2 separate regions of the Sus scrofa genome follow, and region 1 is linked to region 2. Evidence: chromatin contacts called from public Hi-C data. All regions are on one chromosome and are shown on one strand. Each heading gives the region's core, a stretch centred on a gene start, on an enhancer-like site or on the middle of the called end of the contact. The rest is flanking DNA. Distances are from core to core; before and after follow the strand shown.

The links. Hi-C and Micro-C count contacts between places; a contact is called where the count stands out from the background.
Region 1: a Hi-C map of embryonic fibroblasts shows a contact between it and region 2, with 1.9 times the contacts expected there. The contact joins the enhancer-like site here to the promoter of CCDC114 in region 2. A contact is called at or near these places in 1 of 5 promoter capture datasets (liver), 1 of 47 Hi-C or Micro-C datasets (embryonic fibroblasts) and 2 of 2 datasets of contacts at active chromatin or transcription factors (alveolar macrophages and skeletal muscle).

Annotation. Positions count from the first base shown.
Region 1 is chr6:53,941,026-53,945,537 of Sscrofa11.1, forward strand. All of the region lies in intron 1 of SULT2B1 (sulfotransferase family 2B member 1), which reads left to right. Among named protein-coding and RNA genes, the nearest start is that of SULT2B1, 15 kb to the left of the region's middle. Within about 2 kb of position 1,431, at least 14 of the 83 cell types and tissues checked have an H3K27ac peak or open chromatin away from gene starts, as enhancers often do. A contact at or near this core is called in embryonic fibroblasts and skeletal muscle, where this site is marked.
Region 2 is chr6:53,752,098-53,756,286 of Sscrofa11.1, forward strand. CCDC114 (coiled-coil domain-containing protein 114) reads right to left here and starts at 2,411. Exons shown (of 15, transcript XM_021094655.1): 1 at 2,294-2,411; 2 at 947-1,418. The coding sequence starts at 1,016.

The DNA of each region.
Region 1 (4,512 bases), core at 181-2,680, 190 kb after region 2:
ACATTTTATTATGAGATTTTCAAAACTTATAAAAATGTTGGTGGATGGGAATTCTCTTCGTGGCTCAGTGGTTAACGAACCTGACTAGGATCCATGAGGATGTGGGTTCAATCCCTGGCCTCGCTCAGTGGGTTAAGGACCCGATGTTGCCATGAGCTGTGGTGTAGGTCGTAGACGCAGCTCGGATCTGGCATTGCTGTGGCTGTGGCTAGACTGGCAGCTACAGCTCTGATTCTGCCTCTAGCCTAGGAACTTCCTATGCCGTGGGTGAGGCCCTAAAAAGCAAAAAAAAAAAAAAAAAAAAAAGTTGGTGGAATGATTTAATGAACTGCTCTCTATACCTGCTATCCCTAACATTTTATTATACTTGCTTTATCCTATGTCTGTGCGTCCTTCTCTCCATCCAGCCATCCTTCTTATTTGTGGTGAGTTTCAAAGCAGTAAGCCACAGACATCAGAACATTCACCTTAAACTTGCCAGGCTGCGTATACACAGACTTCGATATTGGCTTATGGCTTTTTCCAGATGGAAGCTGTTTCTGTGCGGTACATTGCACGCATGTGAAATGCGCCAGTTTGAGACATATATGCGTAACCCAAATCCACAGAAACGCCTCCTTTTGAATGGCTGGATTTCAGTGTTTTCCAGCTGTGATCCAGTTCATCCAGTTCTGATGTATCTAACCAGTTCTCTGTTGTTCAGGTTCATCTTATAAACGATGCTGCAAGTAGCCTCGCGGTACCTATATCCTGGGCACTTCCTCAAGGGCACCCACCCAGGAAATGCCTGGGGGTCAAGTTCATTGGTGCATCTAATAGATGTAATGGACTGTTGCCTGTCTGATGCTGGTTCTTGGAGGCGGGAGACGCGAGACGCAGAATTTCGGCTCCCTTGTAACCGCATTACTAGTGGGGAAGATGGATTGAAAGAAGTCACTAGACAAAGAAAATAGTTGCTAAGTATTAAGAGGACTAGTGAAAGAAATAAACAGGATGGATGCTGCGATAGGTAAAAATGCACCCTGGACGCGCGCACCCTCTGCTTTGGGGGAGGTGGCCTGTATAATTTACAAGCTGCCAAGTGACCTCGCAGAGAGGTTCCTCTAATCATTCCCCACCCCACCCCCTGGGCCGCCTGCCACCGCAGCCAGGAGTAGGAGGGCGAAAGAACCTGATTCTCCGCGCTGCGGCCAAGGCATGAGTCATTCCGCTGAGGTGGAGGTGGCCGGAGGTGGGGACGCTTGCCCAGATGGGCTCCAAGCACAATTTCGGGAGGCGAGGCAAGGCACTCCTGCAAGGGAGACCAGCCCGGGCGAAAGCAGAGCAGCTGACGCCGGGCGTTCTGGCAACGAGGCGCACTGAACCCAGCCCGGGCTCCAGGAGCCTTGGCGCTGCGCTGCCTGCGGAGAAAGTCAAGTGGACCACAGGCGCCCGCTGTGAGTCAGCAAAGTCCTCCTGAAACTGAATCGCATTCCTGGAGGGCGGGGCCGCTCACAAGGTGGGGGGGGGCGGCGGTTCCCGTCCCACCAGAGCCCTGAACCCCCGTGGCCTCTCCCTTCTTTTGCACTCATGGTCCCCTCTGGTCCCCACACAACACTGGTCCCTCCGCTCCTTCAGGTCGGCTCGACCTCCACCGATCTCAGCGAGCCCTCGCCTGACTCCATCCGTCTCAAACTGCAAACCCTCCTGACCCCAGACGCACCCCATCCCGCACCGCTTCAGGTTTTCCCACCCCCTTCCGAGGCGCTACTTGTAAAACATCCTGCTTTAACGTTATTGTTCATTTAAATGTAAACCGCATTAGGTTTGGTTTTGTTTTGGGGGCGTTTTTTGGCTTTGTTTTGTTTTTTGTTTGTTTTTTGGCTTTTGTATCCCTCCGCTCCTGGCACATAGTAGGCATTTAGTGAAAATGTGGGGGCTGAGGAGTGCCCGCTGTGGCGCCATGGAATGGCCAGTGTCTCTGCAGCACCAGGATGCAGGCCGGATCCTCTGCCCAGCACAGTGGGTTAGGATCCTGCATTGCCTCAGGTGTAGCTTAGGAGGCAACTACCTCTTGAATCTTAATCCCTGGCCAGAGGTTTAAGATCCATATGTCATGGGGCGCCCCCCACCCCCAAAAAAATCTCTGGGCTGAATTAATGAATTTGCCTCCCCTCAGGCTAAATGGCCTAAAGGTCCGAGATGGGGAGCTCTCTTTGGACATCAGACTGGATGTCCCCCATCACTGCTCATTCTTCAAATGAGACCAGAGAGGGCTTGAGAGTGATCTCAGGTCACACAGCACATCCAAGCCAGGCCTGGAATGTAGGCAGGAGTTGCTTCTCTGCACAACCTGGGTAGCCAAGAGGGATGCTGGCCGGCGGGATGTCTTATTATACTAATGGCTAATGGGCATTAAGTATTTATAGGAAGGAGGTTTTTTAAAAAAAATCAATCAGTGAAATTGATTTGTGTGTGAGCGAGTGTATCACTTTATGAATTTTAACACATGTATAGATTTGTGTAACCATCACCACAGTCAGGATACAAAACTGCACCATCAACCCTTGAAGGGTCCACCCTATCCCAGTCCTAGCTGCCCCACCCCCACCCGCAGCCCCATTTCCCCCCCCCCCGCCCCGCTACTGATTTATTTCCTGTTCTTATACTTCTGCGGGTGTGTGTGGATGTGTGTGGGTGTGTGTGGTGTTTCATTGGCTGCATCTGCAGCATTTGGAAGTTCACAGGCCAGGGATTGAACCCATGCCACAGCAGTGACAACGCCAAAATCTTTAACCACTAGGCCACCGAGGAACTCCCCTGTATTTTCAAAAGTGATCTATGCCTTTCCTATTGCTGCTGCAGCAAATGACCACCAATGGAGTGGCTTAAAGCCATACAGACGTACGCACCTGCATTTCTGTAGGTCAGAAGGCCAACTCCAGCATGGCTGGGCTCACATCGAAGCATCAGCAGATTGGCGTTCCTCCAGGGTCCTTCTGTGCCTTTTCCAGCTCCTGGAGGTCACCCGCATCCCTTGGCTTGTGGCCCCTTCCTCCATTTTCAAAGCCAGCTGCATGGAATTCCCTGGTGGTGCAGCAGGTTAAGGATCCAGTGTTGTCACTGCTGGGGCTTGGGTTCAATCTCTGGCCCAGGAACTTCCCTAGGCTGCAGGAGCGGCCAAAAAGAAAAAGAAAAAAGGGCCAGCTGTATAGGATCTCGCAAACTCCCTTCTCTCTAACCTCTGCTTGTCTTTACATCTTCTTGCTCTGATTCTGACCCTCTTGCCTCCCTCTTATAAGGACCCTGTGGTTACATTCAGGACTCACCGGCCTCTCTCCCAAGTTCAAAACCCCTAACATAACCGCAGCTGCAAAATCCCTTTTATGGTGCAATGGAACGTATTCGCAGTTTCTGGAGATGGGGCCACGGATGTCTGGAGGCCATCATTCTGGCCACTGTAGTCCCATAAATGGAAATAGGCAGGTTGTGACCTCCTGAATCGGCTTCCTTCCTCCACAATGCCTTTGAGACTCATTCATATGGTTGTGGGTATCAGAGTTTTGTTTTTAGGAGTTCCCCAGGGGCCTAGCAGTTAAGGATCCAGCACTGTCACTACTGTGGCTCAGGTCACTGCTGTGGTGCAGGTTCGATCCCTGGCCCGGGGAACTTCTGCACGCTGTGAGGGCAGCCAAAAAAAAAAAAAAAAAAAAAAAGAGTTTCTTGTCTTTGCTGAGTAGTAATTGTGTGGTATACCTGTACTTCCGTTTATCCACTCACCTGTTGACGAATATTTGGGTCGTTCTCAGTTTTCAGAATTCTAAACAGGGCAGCTATATAGATGTTGGTGAGAATACGAGTTTTTGTTTCTCTCGGGTGGAGCCCCAGGAGGGGGAGAAACTTTGCTTTAAAATCTGTGCGTATATTAAGATGTTTCATTGAGGTCTATGAATAGGAGCTCCCGTTGTGGCTCAGTGGGTTAAGAACTTGACATAGTGTCCACGAGGATGCGGGTTCAATCCCTGGCCTTGCTCAGTGGGTTAAGGATCCAGCGTGGCTGTGGTGGTGGTGTAGGCTGGCAGCTGCAGCTCTGATTCGAACCCTAGCCCAGGAACTTCTATATGCCGTAGGTGCAGCCCTAAAAAGAAAATAATAATAATAATAATAATATACCCTTAGGCGTTAAATATTCCTGTGACCAAGGGAAGGGAGGTGGACACAAAGAGTGGTTATGTGAGTTGACTGAGATCAAATCTGTCTATCCGACCACCCCCGAGCCCCCGAGCCCCCATAACCCTGGCCCAGAATGAACACACCTGGGGAGAACTGTATGAGGATGTAGGAGGGGCTACCCCATGGCTCTGGTAGTTGGGGGTGCAAGCCTGGGGTCTTGCTGCCTGGGTTCAAAACCCAGTTCTGCCCTCTGCAGCTGTGTGATATCCGCCAAGTGCCTTTGCCTCTCTGTGCCTCCGCCTCATTTGTCATGTGGGGATGGTAATATTCCAGCAAGCAGTCTCTAAGGGCTGTTGCCAG
Region 2 (4,189 bases), core at 1,161-3,660:
GACTTCCCCATTTTTTCCCTAAAACCACTCCTGCCGCAGATGGTTGCATACAACTGTCTCCCCACTAGAGGGCACTCCTGGAGGCCTCACAGTCCTCAGGGACCAAAGCACCAACCTGGCACTTGGGAAAGCTGAGGACAGGAGCCTAGGCCCCCAGAGGCACCACTCTCCTTCCCTCCCTTCCTTTCTGCCCCAACACCCACCCAGCAGTGCTAATTCCCACCCTCCTGCCTCCTCATCCTCAGCCCATCCCCTAGGTTCAGGCCTCATTCTCTCTCCCTGAACCATCATTACCCCCTCCTCCTCTTCAACCTGCCGGCCTTTCCTCACAGCCACAGAAGCCCTAGACCCAGGACTCACCCTGGACAAAGTCCCAGCTCCCCAGCCTGGTGTTCGAGGCCCCACAAACCCAATCCTACCCACCGCTCCAGGCTCTCCACCATTTCCCCATCTCCCAGCCGTTCTCAACCAGGAGCAATTCTACCCCCTAAGGACATTTGGCCATGTCTGGAGACATTTTTGACTGTGCAGGCATGGATTGCGGGTGCTTCTGGTGTGCAGCAGGGGGGGGGGCGGGGGCGCAGGGATGCACCTAGTACCCTCCAATGCCCAGGACGCCCCCACCCATAGCAAAGAACGTTCTGACCCCAGGTGTCAACGGTGTGGAGGCGGAAGAACCTTGCTTTGGTCACATGCTGTTCTTTCTGCTCACTCTTCCCTTCCTTCTCCTGGTGGAAATTCCTGGGAGCAGTTCTGGGCCCCACTCAAACGTCTCCTCCTACAGGAAGTCTTCCTGGCCATCCCACTCCCCAGGCTTGGGCTACTATCTGCTCCCCGCCTCCACAGGGCTGTCCTGAAAAGCCTCCCCATCCACGGGGCCCCAGCTGCACAGGACCTGAAACAGGACAAACTGAGGGAAAGAATGAATCAAGAATGTACGAATTACCCATTCCCTCCAAGAAGGCCTCGCTTCCATCTTCGGAGCGGGTGCTCCCAGCAGAGAGTCCCAAAGGCATCTTGGCCAAAGAGGACCCCTTCAGGAGGCGAGCAGGAGAGGGCTAGGAGGGTGGGTGATGAAAGGCAAAAGGCTAGGAACTGATCCCAGAACCAGCTCTGGCCTCTCTTTGGGTCGCAATCCCTCCAGCGGGTTGGAGGGGGCATCTCTCAGGCCTCTTGCCATGCCCCTCCCGACCTCCCACCTCTCACACTCTCTGTCTTGCGTCGCGGCTCTGATTCTGGCGCGGGGGACAGGTCCTCTAGGCTCTCGGTATCTCTGATGGGGGCGGTTTGGGGAGGCGGCTCACAGAGGAAGGAGAACCACCCCACCCCCGTCGGCTGAGGGGAGCGAGGCCGGTCCCTACCTGCCGGAGTGCTGGACCTGTCCTGGGTACTCCAAGCTCAGTGTTGTGGTCTGGTTACTGGGGAGATAAGAGACCAATGAGGCCTGGGGACAGCAGCCGGGGAGGGACCAAGGCCACAGAAGAAAGCCGTGGGAGGGGCGGCTGGGGAGGAGGGGCTAGGAGGCCGCGAGGAGACCTGCGGGGAGCTCGGGTGCTGTGAACAGATGTGCTAGGGGAGCCCAGCAAGCGGCGGGACTGGAGGGCTGAGGGGGCGGGGCTCTAGGCCTTACGAGGGGCGGGGCTGGAGGCCTTGCGAGGGGCGGAGCCGTAGAGGCCTACGATGGGCGGGGCTGGAAGGGCCTCTGAGGCGAGGCCGGCCTGAGGGTGTGGGCTTCAGGGCTTGCGAAGGAAGGGCAGGGCTGGAGGGGCCCAAGAGGGTTGTGGCTGGGGGACCTTGTGAAGGCAGGGACGCAGATACCGGTGCAGGGCGGAGCTTCGGGGCCCTGAGGGAGGGGTGCAAGGATACCTGTAAAGGGCGTGGCTGCGGGCCTTGTGAAGGGTGGGGCTTCGGGGGCTGGTGAGGGGCGTGGTTGGAAGAACACGTGAGGGGCCTGGTGGGAGGGCGCAGGAAGTACGCGGATTCCAGAGCTTGTGGTAGACAGGGCTAACTAGGAGGCACTCAGGCTTGGAAAGCTTGGGGGAGGTCCTGATGGTCTGTTGGGGTCGTCAGGGGCGCGATGTGTGTTTCCGGGAGGGGATATCTGAGCCAAAGGAGTCTGTGGAGGCGGGGCTGGGAGGGAAACGTCTGGAAGGTTTTGGAGCTGGGCCAAGGTGTTTCGGGATGGGGCGCGAGAGATGCGCGTCTTCAGATGATTAAGATCACGTTATTTTGAGGATTCATTAGCAAGGTGGCGGTGCCGATGCTGGGAGTTGCTAGGGGAAGGAGCGCTCACCACTGCCTCAGGTCCTCGAAGCGGCGCACTACGCATGCGCGGCCAACGGCCTCGGGAAAGGCAGCCAAAACCCCTCAACCACTTAAGAGGTCCGCGCACTGAGAGGCGGAAGTGGGCGGGGTCTAGGGCGCTCTGTGTTGTCCCGCTTTCCGGCCCCGCCCTGTGGTCACGCCCCCTCGCGCCACAGGGCACGCCCCCTTGACGGCAGGCTGCTGCCCACGTGGGCCTCCTCCAAGCGGGAGGGCAGTGGGCGCAGCTCCCTGCAGGCTGGGTGTGTCTGACGCCTGCGGTTTCCTGTGGGAGGAAGCGACCCGCTGGCGCTCAGCTCGTGGCCTTGGAGGCCCAGATAGGGGAGATCCCACCACGAGTCCCTTGAGTTTCCCCCCTTCTACAGGATCCTAGCATGGGGGACCCCCGCCTGGAACATCCCCAGGGTACCCAACTCCGGCGCTGATTCCACTCAGGGAACTTGATTCAGAGGTCTAGCCTCCTGTTCTCCACTTCCTCCCGCTCAGATTTTCATTTCCCTAGCCCCTGGTTCCCAGACTCCTCCCAGGACCCAGGTCCAATCCAATTTACCTCCACTCCAGGAAGAGCATGGGATCTCAGGTCTCATGTTTCCTCCAGTGACCCAGACTTTCTAACTTATTCAGGGCCTGAGTTCAGACCCCCAGTCTCTGTTCTTCTCCAAGATGTAAGATGGAACTACTTATCCCCCCCCCATTTTATTTAGTATTTTCATTTTGTACTCCCAACTTTTTAGCCTTGGGCCCAATGGACCCAAGAATTTGCCACTTCCCCAAATCCTAGAGACCTTGATCTCAGGTCTCCCAGTACTGAATCCACTCAGAGCCCCAATGACTAGCATCACAAGCACTTACCACAGTGCTTACTATGTGCCAGTCACTCCTCTAAGAACTGCTCTGTGATGTATTTACTATTATTATACCTATTTTACAGACAGAAACTGAGGCATAGCAAAATTAGTAACTTGCCCCCAAATCACAGTTAATGAGTCAAGCAGCTTTTATTTGAATCTAGCCAGTGTGTCTCTATAGAGTCTGTGCTACAGTGGTACCCAGCTTCCAGGTCTCCCGGGTTACTGGACCGCCCCTCCCTCACACCTTCAAGGAGCCCAGATGACCAGCTGCTTTCGGTCTTCTAGTTGTGGCCCCATCATATACCCAGACATCCCCTCATCCAGTTCCCTTCCCTTGGAGGGACCCAGGATTTTCAGTTCTCCAGCTTTCACTCCACATCAGAACCCCAGGCACCTAGTTCCCTTGTCCTTGCCAACACCCAGGTACACCCAACAGCACCCAAGCCTGCCAAGAGACCCAGGTACATAGTGGTCATCACCTCCCATCCCAGCACAGTAACCCAAGAATAAATAATAATAATATCATTATTATTATAGTTTACATTAAGTCCCTGGTACTGCACTTCTGTTTAAAACCCTCCAATGGTTTCCCACTGCACTTAGAATAAAATCCAAACTCCTCCTCTGGGCTTCAAGGGCCTCTTTGATTTCCCTTCCTACCACTCCCTCTAGCTCCCTACGTTCTAGCCACACTGGCCCTTCTGTCTGCTCCCCAAACAACCTGAGCTTGTTCTCAAAGGCCTGTGCACTTCCTCCCCCCACCCCCCGCCAGCATTCAAATGACTCCTGCCTTCAAGTCTCAGCTTAGATGTCACCTTCTCAGAGAAGCCTTGCCTGATCACCCTTATTTTTCTTTATTTCTTTATTTTTTATTGTTCTCTTTTTAGGGCTGCACCTGTGGCACGTGGAGGTTCCCAGGCTAGGGGTATAATCGGAGCTACGGCTGCCAGCCTACACCACAGCCAGCAACACAGGATCTGAGATGTGTCTGTGACCTACACCAAGCTCACGGCAAA